Linked DNA regions of Podarcis muralis: region 1 is linked to region 2. The links are chromatin contacts, called in public Hi-C maps. All regions are on one chromosome and are shown on one strand. The core of a region is the stretch at or near the end of the contact, and the rest is flanking DNA. Distances in the headings are between cores, read along the strand shown. Region 1 holds the start of SPIDR (scaffold protein involved in DNA repair). Region 2 holds the start of CEBPD (CCAAT enhancer binding protein delta).

Evidence for each region. Hi-C and Micro-C count contacts between places; a contact is called where the count stands out from the background.
Region 1: a Hi-C map of tail shows a contact between it and region 2, with 5 times the contacts expected there. The contact joins the promoter of SPIDR here to the promoter of CEBPD in region 2. A contact is called at or near these places in 2 of 3 Hi-C or Micro-C datasets (blood and tail).

The regions. Positions count from the first base shown.
Region 1 is chr8:41,038,479-41,043,607 of rPodMur119.hap1.1, reverse strand. SPIDR (scaffold protein involved in DNA repair) reads left to right here and starts at 1,900. Exons shown (of 19, transcript XM_077933043.1): 1 at 1,900-2,151; 2 at 4,389-4,544. The coding sequence starts at 2,065.
Region 2 is chr8:40,864,257-40,870,231 of rPodMur119.hap1.1, reverse strand. CEBPD (CCAAT enhancer binding protein delta) reads right to left here and starts at 2,422. Exons shown (of 1, transcript XM_028737021.2): 1 at 625-2,422. The coding sequence starts at 2,149. The coding sequence ends at 1,193.

The DNA.
Region 1 (5,129 bases), core at 651-3,150, 170 kb before region 2:
CTTTTAAAAACCTATGACATAATAGCAGACCCTTTCAGTCACCATCGTTTATGAAACAATTTATTCTCATACCCACCATATATATACACTATATAAAGAAGTATTCTAAAGAGAATTTAGACTGAATCCATTCAGTTATTAATTCACTTGATGCCTGCTGTGAAGTCCACATACTTCCCCCTGCGGAGTGATAAATCTTTTTACACAGTGTCACTGAAAATGTTACTGAGATCATTCAGTTCAAAAGATATTTATTTGGAATTAGAGTCCATTGATTTCAGTGGAAACTATATTCACAGCACTCCAGTCTGAAACACATTACTTGGAAGCAAGTCACATCAAGTGATTTAACTTGAATTTGCCTTTATTCAGTAATGCTTAGGATAAAGCCTATAGATAACGCATGTCTTAAATGATAACTGAAAAAGGACAAGGGGGAGGGATCTTCAGAGAACTAGCTCCCAAACCATTTATGCCAGGAGTGGCTAACATTTTTGGGTTGAAAAGCCACATTAATCCCTGACCAACTCACAAGGGAACGCATTCCTCTTTTGTAAGCCTGAGCTCAACCTGAGCTTTGACCCACCTGACCTTCTCCCTGCAACTGTTGGCTACTCTTGTATACTCCTCCCTTGTGATTTCCCCTTTCTTCCATTTCTTTTATGTGCCGTGATTTTCAAGCCACATCTGTGTATTTGAAATGGTTGAAAAACTCAAAGAAACAGCATGAAGCATTAAAATGATTATGTTTACTATTTCAAACCCTTCAATTGTCCCTATTTTCCAGGGACATCCCTGATTTAGAGAAGGTTTCTGATTATATATCAGAATGTCCCACTTTTCCTTAGAATGCTGCTGCTTCTGCCTGTGCTGCCCTTGCTATTGCCTCCATCACTGGCAGAATATTGGTGCTGGCATCCATACCAATTTCAGGTGAGATCTTGCTGGAAATCAGCGCTGGCACTGCTTCTGTGCTGCAGGCAAAGGCAGCAGGGCACCCACAGGGCTACTGCCTTAGGGGTTTCTGCTGTCTCACTGCACCAAATGTCTTGGCCAGCCCTGGGCCTGGTTACCTAGCGAGTTTCACGGCTGAGTAGCAAATTCAACTTTCCTCTCACAGTCTTAAGACTATATATACATTAGTGGCTCCAAACAAGGTGAGGCTGCTGGATCCTGTTGCATTTCCAGTTGGGTTTTTTTTTTAAAAAAATTATGTTGATATAGCCACCATTGTGGAGGGTGGGGATGCCTTCACCTCATGTGCATTACCGGATTTGTTTACTTGCACCAAACGTCATCTGCACATGTGCATCTGTTGCCTCAAATGTACACACCTCACCTCAACAGTGTTTTCAAACCAAATGGGAAGGCTGTTTTGAGGGGGGAAGCACCAAACAGCATTATTACTCAAGAAATTTCAGAATATGGATGGATTGTGGCCAGTGTCATGTGCACTCTGGGGCTGGAGTCAAAAACTAAGTGCATAAATACTGATTTAGCATCAATAAACAAGCCCTTATAATCTTTCTCACGCAACTCCCTCCTAAAGCAGGTACCATACTGTTTCCTGTAAGAAAAAGAGAGATCCCGTATATAACTGCAACCGACTGGGAAAATTTGACTAGGGGCTCTGAGAGGATGTAATTGCGTCCCGTTATCTCAACCGCGAAGCCCGCGCGCACACTGCAGCTGATGAGGAGAACATACAGGGCGCATGCGCAGCGAGGGTAAAAGCCGTTGCGAACGGGGTCCAGCGCCTTGATGCTCGGGAGCCCCCGTGCGGCGAGAGCGAGAAACGTCAGAAAGTGGCGCCGGCAGCCCTCTATTGCGTCGCGCGTCACGCGCCTTTCGCCACGTCCCATCCAATCAGTGGCTCCGCCGATGAAACGGCGCCAAGCTGGAAGGGAGGGGGCGTGGCCTTCCCCCTCTGTTGCTGGAAGAAGTTTTCTTCTTGGCCCGTGAGTGGAATTCGCTCGGGCCTCTCTGCTCTCCTCCTCCTCCCCAAGCCACGGTGCTCTCGCTCACGTCACGTGGCACAGGGAAGGCTGGTCCTGAGTGGCGGAGATGCTCGTGAGGAAGGTATCAGGGCAACGGAGGACGGAGCGGGCGGCGGCGGCGGGGGGCAGCATCCGAGGAGTGGGAATTGCGAGGGTCTGTATGGGCGGCGGAATAAGGGAGTGCCTGAAAGCTGGATCCTGGGCTTTCTTCTCGTTAACTCTGAATATTTGGAAGCTGGCCAGCATTGTGTGGAGTGTAAGAGGGAAGGGCGCTCTGCACGCGCCCAGAGGCACATACGTTTGCTGTTCTAGGCCGAGCGCCTGGTCAAATTACCGTATGTTCCCGAGGGAATGTCACAGGTTTTGAGCGGGAGTGGAAACTTTATGCGTTTTACCTGTGCAGTAGTGAGAAGGTGTGTCAGGGAGCGTGTACTGGCGCCTTTTTAAAAGGGAAATAGTTGCTAGGTTTAATTCTAAACAACGGCCACTGGGAAATTAAGTGTATTTGATGGAGAATGATAAGTGTGATGTATATTTTTAAAAAATCAATAAAGATTAAATGCATATGGCCATGGGGAAGAAACCGGTACATAAACACCACACACATACAGGTGTGTCTTTGTTCACGGGTTGGGAAATAAAGGTTTAAACTCTGTGGTAGGAATTATTAATGTGTGTGTTTCAAACCTAATTTATCTGTGGAGAGCAGAGCTGAAAATATTTTGAATTTGAATTTGATTATTTGCAATGCAATGGGATTACTGGAATCTCATGATGGGTTTGATTTGGAAAGATGTCAAATGCTAAAGAACATTGCATGTCAAATGCTGAACTGAAATGTCATAGTATGGCAAATATCTGGCAGACATTCTGTGTAAAAGTTCACAAAGACTTGTGGAGAACTTTAGGGGACAAATATGTTCTAATGGGGGACTGCCTATGGAGAGAAAGCATGCAGAGGCTGCACTGTTCATTTAAATGTCACCTTTCTCTTTCAATAGAAAAACTCAAAGGGGTTAACACAAAACGTAAAAAATACAAATGGGACAAATTACACTGAAAGGATTGACCTTAATAGCTGAAATAAAAGATAGTTCATGGGGCTGAGGAAAACAATTCTCTCCTCCCAGTTTAACTCAAATAAATGATATGTAAAATAAGTGATATGTAATTTTTTCAGAGACACCATTAATGGAATCTTTTGAGAAGTTGGATGTGATTAAAATAGTAGGATATTTGCCATACCATATTCTCTCTCATTGTTTTGGGAGTTGGCAAGGGCATTAGGTGTCTTCCTTTGATTTACCTGCATTAAAATGTGTATGGAGAGGGAAATAGGAGTAGGCAGTGTTCCTATCTCACCCTAATTTACCTCACATGGTTGTTGTGAAAATAAAATGGGGAGGAGAACCATGTATGCTGCTTAGAGCTCCCTGGAGGAAAAGCAGGATTTACACATGGCAAATAAATAAATAAATAAATAATAAAAGTATATTGCATTTAATAAGCGGGTGGTGCTGTGGTCTAAACCACTGAGCCTAGGGCTTGCCAATTGGAAGGTCGGCAGTTTGAATCCCCGCAACGGGATGAGCTCCCGTTGCTTGGTCCCAGCTCCTGCCCACGTAGCAATTCAAAAGCATGTCAAAGTGCAAGTAGAGAAATAGGTACCGCTCCGGCAGGAAGGTAAATGGTGTTTCCGTGCACTGCTCTGGTTTCGCCAGAAGCGACTTAGTCATGCTGGCCACGTGACCCGGAAAAACTCTGCGAACAAACGCCAGCTCCCTTGGCCAGTAAAGCGAGATGAGCACCGCAACCCCAGAGTCGTTCATGACTGGACTTAACTGTCAAGGGTCCTTTACCTTTTACTTCTGAGTAGGATGTTTGACAACATGTTGATGGCTTCTGTGAGTGATAGGAGTCTCTGAACTTTCGTTGTGTCTGACTGTAGAGATATGTAGCAGTTATGAATGTACTGGCTGCCAGTATGCAACCAGGGCAAATTTAAGGTTTTATTGTTAGTGTATGAAGCCCTAAATAATTTAGGGCCCCATATAGCTATACTGCTGTCATCTCCAGGAGCCCTCCTTGTGATTCCCAATGTAGCAGAGGTTTGTTTTATGGTGGTTCGGAATTAGGTCCTTCAGCGCAGTGACAGCTGCTTTGTGGAACATACTGCCCATTGAAGGCTCTGACATTATACACATTTCGTTAGTTTCTAAAAGTTCTTCTGTTTCTATAAGCTTCCCCAGTAGGATGTGTTAGCTTACAGGCAGTATCAGATTTTTAAAAACCTGCCTTATTTATTTATTTTAATTGTTGTACAACACTATGATACTTGTCAGTGCTTGGTGGTCTATATATTTTCCTAAATAAAAATATTTTTCTTTGCAGAGGAAACGAACATGGTGCTCAGAACTTGCCTCTTTTCCAGATAAGAAGCCTATAGATGAAGGGAAGAGAAATTCTGGGGCAGCAGTAGATGCTGCTTCAGTTTCAAATGCATGGCTTCGTTGCGGTGACGGATTTCAGGCAGCTTCTTCACTGGAGGTAAAATGATGCTATTTTACTGAGTTTAGAACTTCATGCTAGTGAAGACACATTACATTTTATTAGGGCTCATTGTCTATTAAATAATTTATAGTTGTTTAATCATCTGCTTTTCCAACAAATTAATTACAAAAATATCCATATGGTGATGATTGACAATTCATAATTGGCAAATTGGGGGTGACTAGAGGGGGATCTAGGGGACAGTTAATGCATCCTTGTGTGAGAAGATTTCCCCACCAACTTGAAGGGAATGGTGGCATGACAACCCCCAAGGAAACTCTCCCTGGATCCTGATGTATTTGATAATTGCTGCCCAGTCTCTAATACCCCTGTTTGGAGTAAGGTGTAAAATGCCCTCCCTGCTGACGTGGAAGTTATGGAATTTTTTATCTGTAGAGGTTTGGCTCTCCTCTTGGTGTGTTTAGGTGGAGAGTGAAGATCATGTGTTTGAATGCACTTTTGTGATATTGTCTGCCGTCTCTGATTCTGCCAACATCAGTTGTGTTTTTTGGGGTTTGATTCATTTTAGTAACATTTCTTCAATTAAAGCTCTTGATGTGTTTTATTGTGTGTGTGTGTGTG
Region 2 (5,975 bases), core at 1,173-3,672:
CCAATGCTAGTCCTGGTAGACCAAACTGAAATTAATGAACAGAAACAACTTACGTGCATTAATTTAAAGATGTGTAATCTGAGTAAAACTTAATTGGCTACAACCCTTTATGTATTCCCCCCAAATATATGTGTGTGTGCAGTTGCACTGAGTGTGTGCTTAAAGTTCAGCTTCTCTCTTACAGGTTAGGGCAGGATTTCCCAAACTTGGGTCTCCAGCTGTTTTTGGACTACAGCTCCCATCATCCCTAGCTAGCAGTCAGGGATGATGGAAACTGTAGTCCAAAAACAGCTGGAGACCCAAGTTTAGGAAACCCTGGGTTAGGATCATACAGTTGGTTCTTATGCAGGGTTAACCTCCCACCCTGATGCAGAAATCTGCAGCCAGTGTGTTTTTGCAATTAAGAGTAGAGTACAATATGGATACCTTCCCTTTAACTCCCGTTTTATTAGCATCTGTCCACCATAAAACTGGCATTTAAATGTCATTTAACACAGCATTAATCATGGTGCCTTTTTACATGCTTAAAGTCAAGAAACCGCACACTTAACTCTTGCATGGAGCACTATTTCTTGCTGCATCCCTCAGCAGCTGCCCCCACCATAATAAATACAAAGTCAAAAGTAAAATTCAAAAGTTTTTTTTATTTTTAGAAATGCTGTAAAAATTTATATAAAAGTTTTGAGCATGCTCAGTCTATTTCCCCCCTCTTGCTGTTTACAATAAAAAGTATTTGCAAATCATGTGCTTCTTACAAAGTACCGTAGCTGCATCCGTATAAGTAAGATGTAGAAAAACGAAAACTATCATTACAAAAATAATTTAGGAAGATAAAAGGAGACATTTAGCTTTTTCTTTCATCTATTTTTTTTTTGGCAAGTTTTGTGGTTAAAAGACCCAAGCTTAGCCCATATTCGAAGAAAGAAACGTGAAAGGCAACACATTTTCACGAGGCGTTTCTTTCCGGCCTTGTAGCTTAGGCTGCTTCTTCCTCAGCAGGGAAGAAGTCCGGAGAGGGGAAAGGCGCCCTTTGGCCCAGTCCGGGGCGCCGCCGCAGGCCTCTCCTCCCCGCCACCCCCTCCCTCCCGCGCAGCCCCCGCTGCAGTCCTGTGCGGCTCGCTCTGAGGTATTCTGGAAGAAGTTCAAAGTCTGTGGCAGAGCCAGCCCGGGGGGCGGCTCCCTCTGCAGCCGGTTACCGGCAGTCCGTGGCCGCCTGCAGGAAAGGGTTGCTGGGCAGCTGCTTGAAGAAGTGCCTGAGGCTGGTGAGGTCCCTGGTGAGCTGCTCGCACTTCTTGTGCAGCCGCTCGTTCTCGGCCGACAGCTCCACCACCTTCTGCTGCATCTCCTGGTTGCGGCGCTTGGCCTTGTCGCGGCTCTTGCGCACGGCGATGTTGTTGCGCTCCCGCCGCTGCCGGTACTCCGGGCTGAACCTGTCCACGCACTTCTTGGCGGCGCGCTCTTTGCCGCCCGACGACGACGACCCGGACGAGCGGCTGCTGTAGCTGGACGGCGAGGCGCTGCCCGGAGGCTCCGGGGAGGTGGGCGGCGTGGGCTGCCCGCTCAGGTTGACGATGGTCTGGGCGCAGGTGGCGATCTGAGAGGGCAGCAGCGAGCCCGAGCCCGACGCCTCGTCGCCCCAGTCGGGCTCCTGCTTGACGGCGCCGCGCAGCGGGCCCGGCGGGACGCTGGCGTGCAGCAGGCTGGCCAAGGCGCCGCCCGCGGGCGCGTGCTGAGCGGGAGGAGGAGGCGGCGGCGGCAGGTAGTCCCCGTAGGCGCCGCCGCCGCTGCTTCCTCCGCGCTCGCTGCCCTTGTGGTTGCTGTTGAAGAGGTCGGCGAACAGCTCGTCGTTGCACAGCTCCAGGTTGGGCACGGCCGCCATCGAGTCGATGTAGGAGCTAAAGTCGATGGCGCTCTCGTCCTCGTACATGGCCGGCGCGGCGGCGCTCAGCTCGGCCAGGTCGCGGCTGCCTCCGCCGCCGCCGGGCGCTGCTGACGAGACCTCCTCGGCGCTGGCGCTCATGCCGCCCGCTTTGCACGAAGGACTCAGCGCGCCGCCCGCCTTGGCGTCGTAGAAATTGGCGGGCTCCAGGGAGGACCAGCTCCTGTAGCACGACAGCGAGTCCAGGCAGTCCAGGGTGGCGGCGCTCATGGAGGGCCCGGGGGCCGCCAGGTGAGTGAGCAGCGGGCGGAGAGCCGAGTTCGAGCCCTTTCTCTCCCCGCTCGCAGGTGGAGGCGGCGCGCGCGTGTGTGAGAGCGGCGGCGCACCTGGCCGGGCGTGGACTTTGCCTCAGAGTCAGGCACCTTGCTTTCGGCCTCCCCCGCCCGTCGGCTCCTCTTTGGGACGCTGCTTCACGCCGGACTTCGCCTCCTGTCCGGAGCTGCACGTGTGCGTGTGGGGCAGGGTGAACCTGGCAGCGAGGTGCCGCCTCGGCCCTTTATAGAGGAACCTCGGGCCCCACCTCCTGGCCCTTGTGACTGCGGGAGGGTGTTGCTGGAGAAGCCCCGCGGGGCGGGAAGGGAGGGCGGGGAGAGCCCCGCGCGCTCTCGGGCCTCGCTGCCAAGGGGGCGGCGGGAGCGGCAGCCGCCGCAGCCGTCAGGGATTGGTCTGGGCGGGATGTGCTCTCCTTCTCCCCCCCCCCCCCCGCCTTGCCACCTTTGATCCGGAGGGCAGCGACCGGGGACTGCCGTTTCCTCCTCCCGCCCACTCCCCCCCCACTGCCGTACATCGAGGGCGCCCCCTGGAGGGAGGAAAGGCCCGAACCCACTCGAGTTGGTGTCCTGCCGCGTCTGGGGAGTCGCGAGCAGCGACAGTGTCGTCTCTCCGGCCCAGGGGCTTTGAAGCGGATTCCCTCCCCAGGTCAAATTCCTCAAGCCCTCCACGCAGGAAGAAGTGGGGCGACACGCCGTCCTGCCAGGTGTAACTAGGGCAGTTGGAGCAGGGACACCTGGGGCGCACGAAGCTTAAACCCCCGCACCCCAAGTTGCACGGGGCAGCACTTTCCGCTGGGAGCCGTGGTGGGATTTCCAATAATGTGCAGCGGGGGGGGGGTAGGGTTGGGATGGCGCAGGAGCCTTCCTGGCTTATTTCCTGGGGTGCCCCCCCTTTTGTTTTCTTTTCTGTGCTTGCGTCCGGATTTGAAGGAATGGATCTGTTCCTAACAACCGCTCGCCTCCCCTCTTGGCTGTTGGGTTAGGCAGCGCAGCTACTGATGTCAGTGAGACGTCAAGAGAACCGAGGGCAGCGTTTGAGAGAAGGGGAGCCCTGGGGTTTTGCTTCTGGCAGCCACATGTGGTTGCAGCTATTCCCGTTGGCGACTTCGCCTGACTTTGCCTCCGTTCCTGGAATCGTCGTAGATCGTTGCGACTCGCTGAAGGCTAGTTGAACCCAGAAGTGACATTTGAACCCAGGCTTTGGATGTTAGTTTAGCAAGGCAGGCTAGAGGCACATTTATAATAACGTCAGAAGGGTCGGGGGTACGCTGATTAGAGTAGCAGGAGGTGCCTTGAAAAGATCCCGAAAGTCAGCTTATCTTGCGTTTACCAACGTTGCCCTTGAAGCTGGATATCTGAGTCCATCGGGATTTTTTAAAAGTTAACTTCCCTTGCTATAGACTTGAGTGACATTTTGCTCCCATCTCATTGCTAGAAAAAATGCCCAAAATATGGACTGGCCTCCTCGTCAGCCATTGACGTAAAACTGTTCCATTTTTTAAAAACACAAAGTAATTGGACACAAAGTGATATTTCTCTTTTGCTTTGCCATGCCAGTTTCCCCCTCTGTAGCTGCTTTTATGTTTACTTGCCACAGAAAATACCCGCTGATTTATCTCCTTAGTATAACCGTCAAAGCATTGCCCCCTTGTGGCTGAATATCGCAATAATACTGTACAGTAGTAATATTCTGGATGATAAAAGTATGTGCAAACTGCAGAGTAACAACAGGTGATTCTGTTTCCATATGACCATTAGAAATAGGCATGCATGAAGTAGAGGACAAAGAAATCATAAATTTAATGCTGAAAATGAACATCAGAAAGGGAGGAATATCTATAAAAACATTTAGTAAGCTTTTCCACAATTATTCCTCCAAGGAGGAAACATTTAAGGCCAGAAATAGCACAGACTGAAGTTTAAGTAGGAGGTATTTTTCAGGTAAAGTACCACAAATAATTTAGAGAATCACAACAACAAAGCATATTGAGCTTAGCACAGTTGGTTTATTAAAAAATGCAAGCTTTTGCGTGGTATGTTTTTTTTAGAGCAAGTTGACAGCTATTGCAAACAAATGAAAATGTTCAGCAACAAAACTCTATAAAGTTGCACTGCAAGTCTCACAGCTTGCCTTGGGACACTTAATGACAACCTAGTATACTAACAGTGCAACTAACAATTTATTTATGAATATGGGTAAACAACAACAACAAAAAGTGAGCCTAGTGGCAACTGGTAAAATGTCTCAGTTAAGGGCAAGGATTAAAAAAATCCAGGCACCTACCTAGCAGGTAACCACTGATGAATAAAATCCTTGGTTTGGCATCTTGCACTTGGGCATCCACAGTGCTCAGCCTCCTGTTTAGCTCCTAGAAAAACCTCACAGGTTCTCCACTTCTCCTTCTGCTTAAGGGTATGATCCATAGGGAAATAATTTGGTGGCATTCAGGTGAGATGATCATTCAACTGCCAATGTGACGTAGAAGGTGCTTGGTATTTTGCTGAAATCTGTCCAATCAGTTATTCCCTCTCCTTGAGGGATACTGAGAATTGCAGTTTTATGAGACAGGTTGGGACTTTCCGGCAGATGTGTCTCAGCACCCTCACTAAGGTACAAGTCCCAGTTTTCTTAATACTGTACCATGTCAATGTCATTCACGAAATGTGAGTTTAAAATGTAGATAGGTTCTCATTCACTGGGTCAGCAAAGGGTTGTAGATAAGAGCACATGCTTTGCATTCAAAAGGTTATAGGTTCAATCCCTGGCATCTCCAGTCTGGGCTGGGAATGGCTGCTAGGCAGTACTGTCTAGCCCATACTGGGCACCATGGATGAACAGTCTGACTTGGTATAAGGCAGCGTTCCATGTTCCTCCTAGGCTTTCAGTTACATCAGAAAACTACATTTATATATTTGTTCTGTTTTTTTTAAAAAAAAAATTATAACATGCTAATAATAGTGGGACTAGGGCAGCACAACCAGTGAAATCTGCAGAGAAAAAACAAAATTCATTGGCCCTTATCCAGCAGAGGCTGAACTATGTATAGGAAATAGGTTTCTGGATTGGATGCTTTCTGCCACATGTGCAGAAGGCTGCTGTAAGGTAAGGTGCTTGTATAGGGTTTTTTAAAAAAAAAATTATTGAGAGATTTTAATGGATAACAAAGGTACATATGTCTCTGTTTTCAGTTCATAAAGTCCTTTCTACAGGTCAGTTACATTTGCTGTAAGCCACTGCTATCTTTGTGAAGTGCAGGGGAGGTGGGTAGGAGTGAGACGTAAGAGAAATAAGTGGGGTAATGATGGTTTATGTGTGGAGATTTGTGTCAGCGTCATGTGGTTAGTTAGTTTATCCATTTATTTGTTTTTGTTGGTGTGAGATAAAGGAGATCCCAGGGCCTGGTTGGCTGCATTTCATTGATTGTTGCAAGTTTTGGTTGCGTGCATGGGGGGTGGGTCGTTGGGTCAGGTTAGCCCAGGCATCCCCAACCTACGGACCTCCAGATGTTTTGGCCTACAGCTACCATGATCCCTAGCTAACAGGACCAGTGGTCAGGGATTATGGGAATTGTAGTCCAAAACATCTGGAGGGCCGAAGGTTGGGGATGCCTGGGTTAGCCATATCAATTCATTTGCTGTTGGGGAGTTTAGGTTGTTGTCTTGAAGGGAAGCCACACCAGGGTGAAGGCATCCTCTTTTATTTGTCCCAGTGTTAATTTCAATATGTTGCTTAGCTTTTCTAAGAGGCCTGACCATCATTCAAG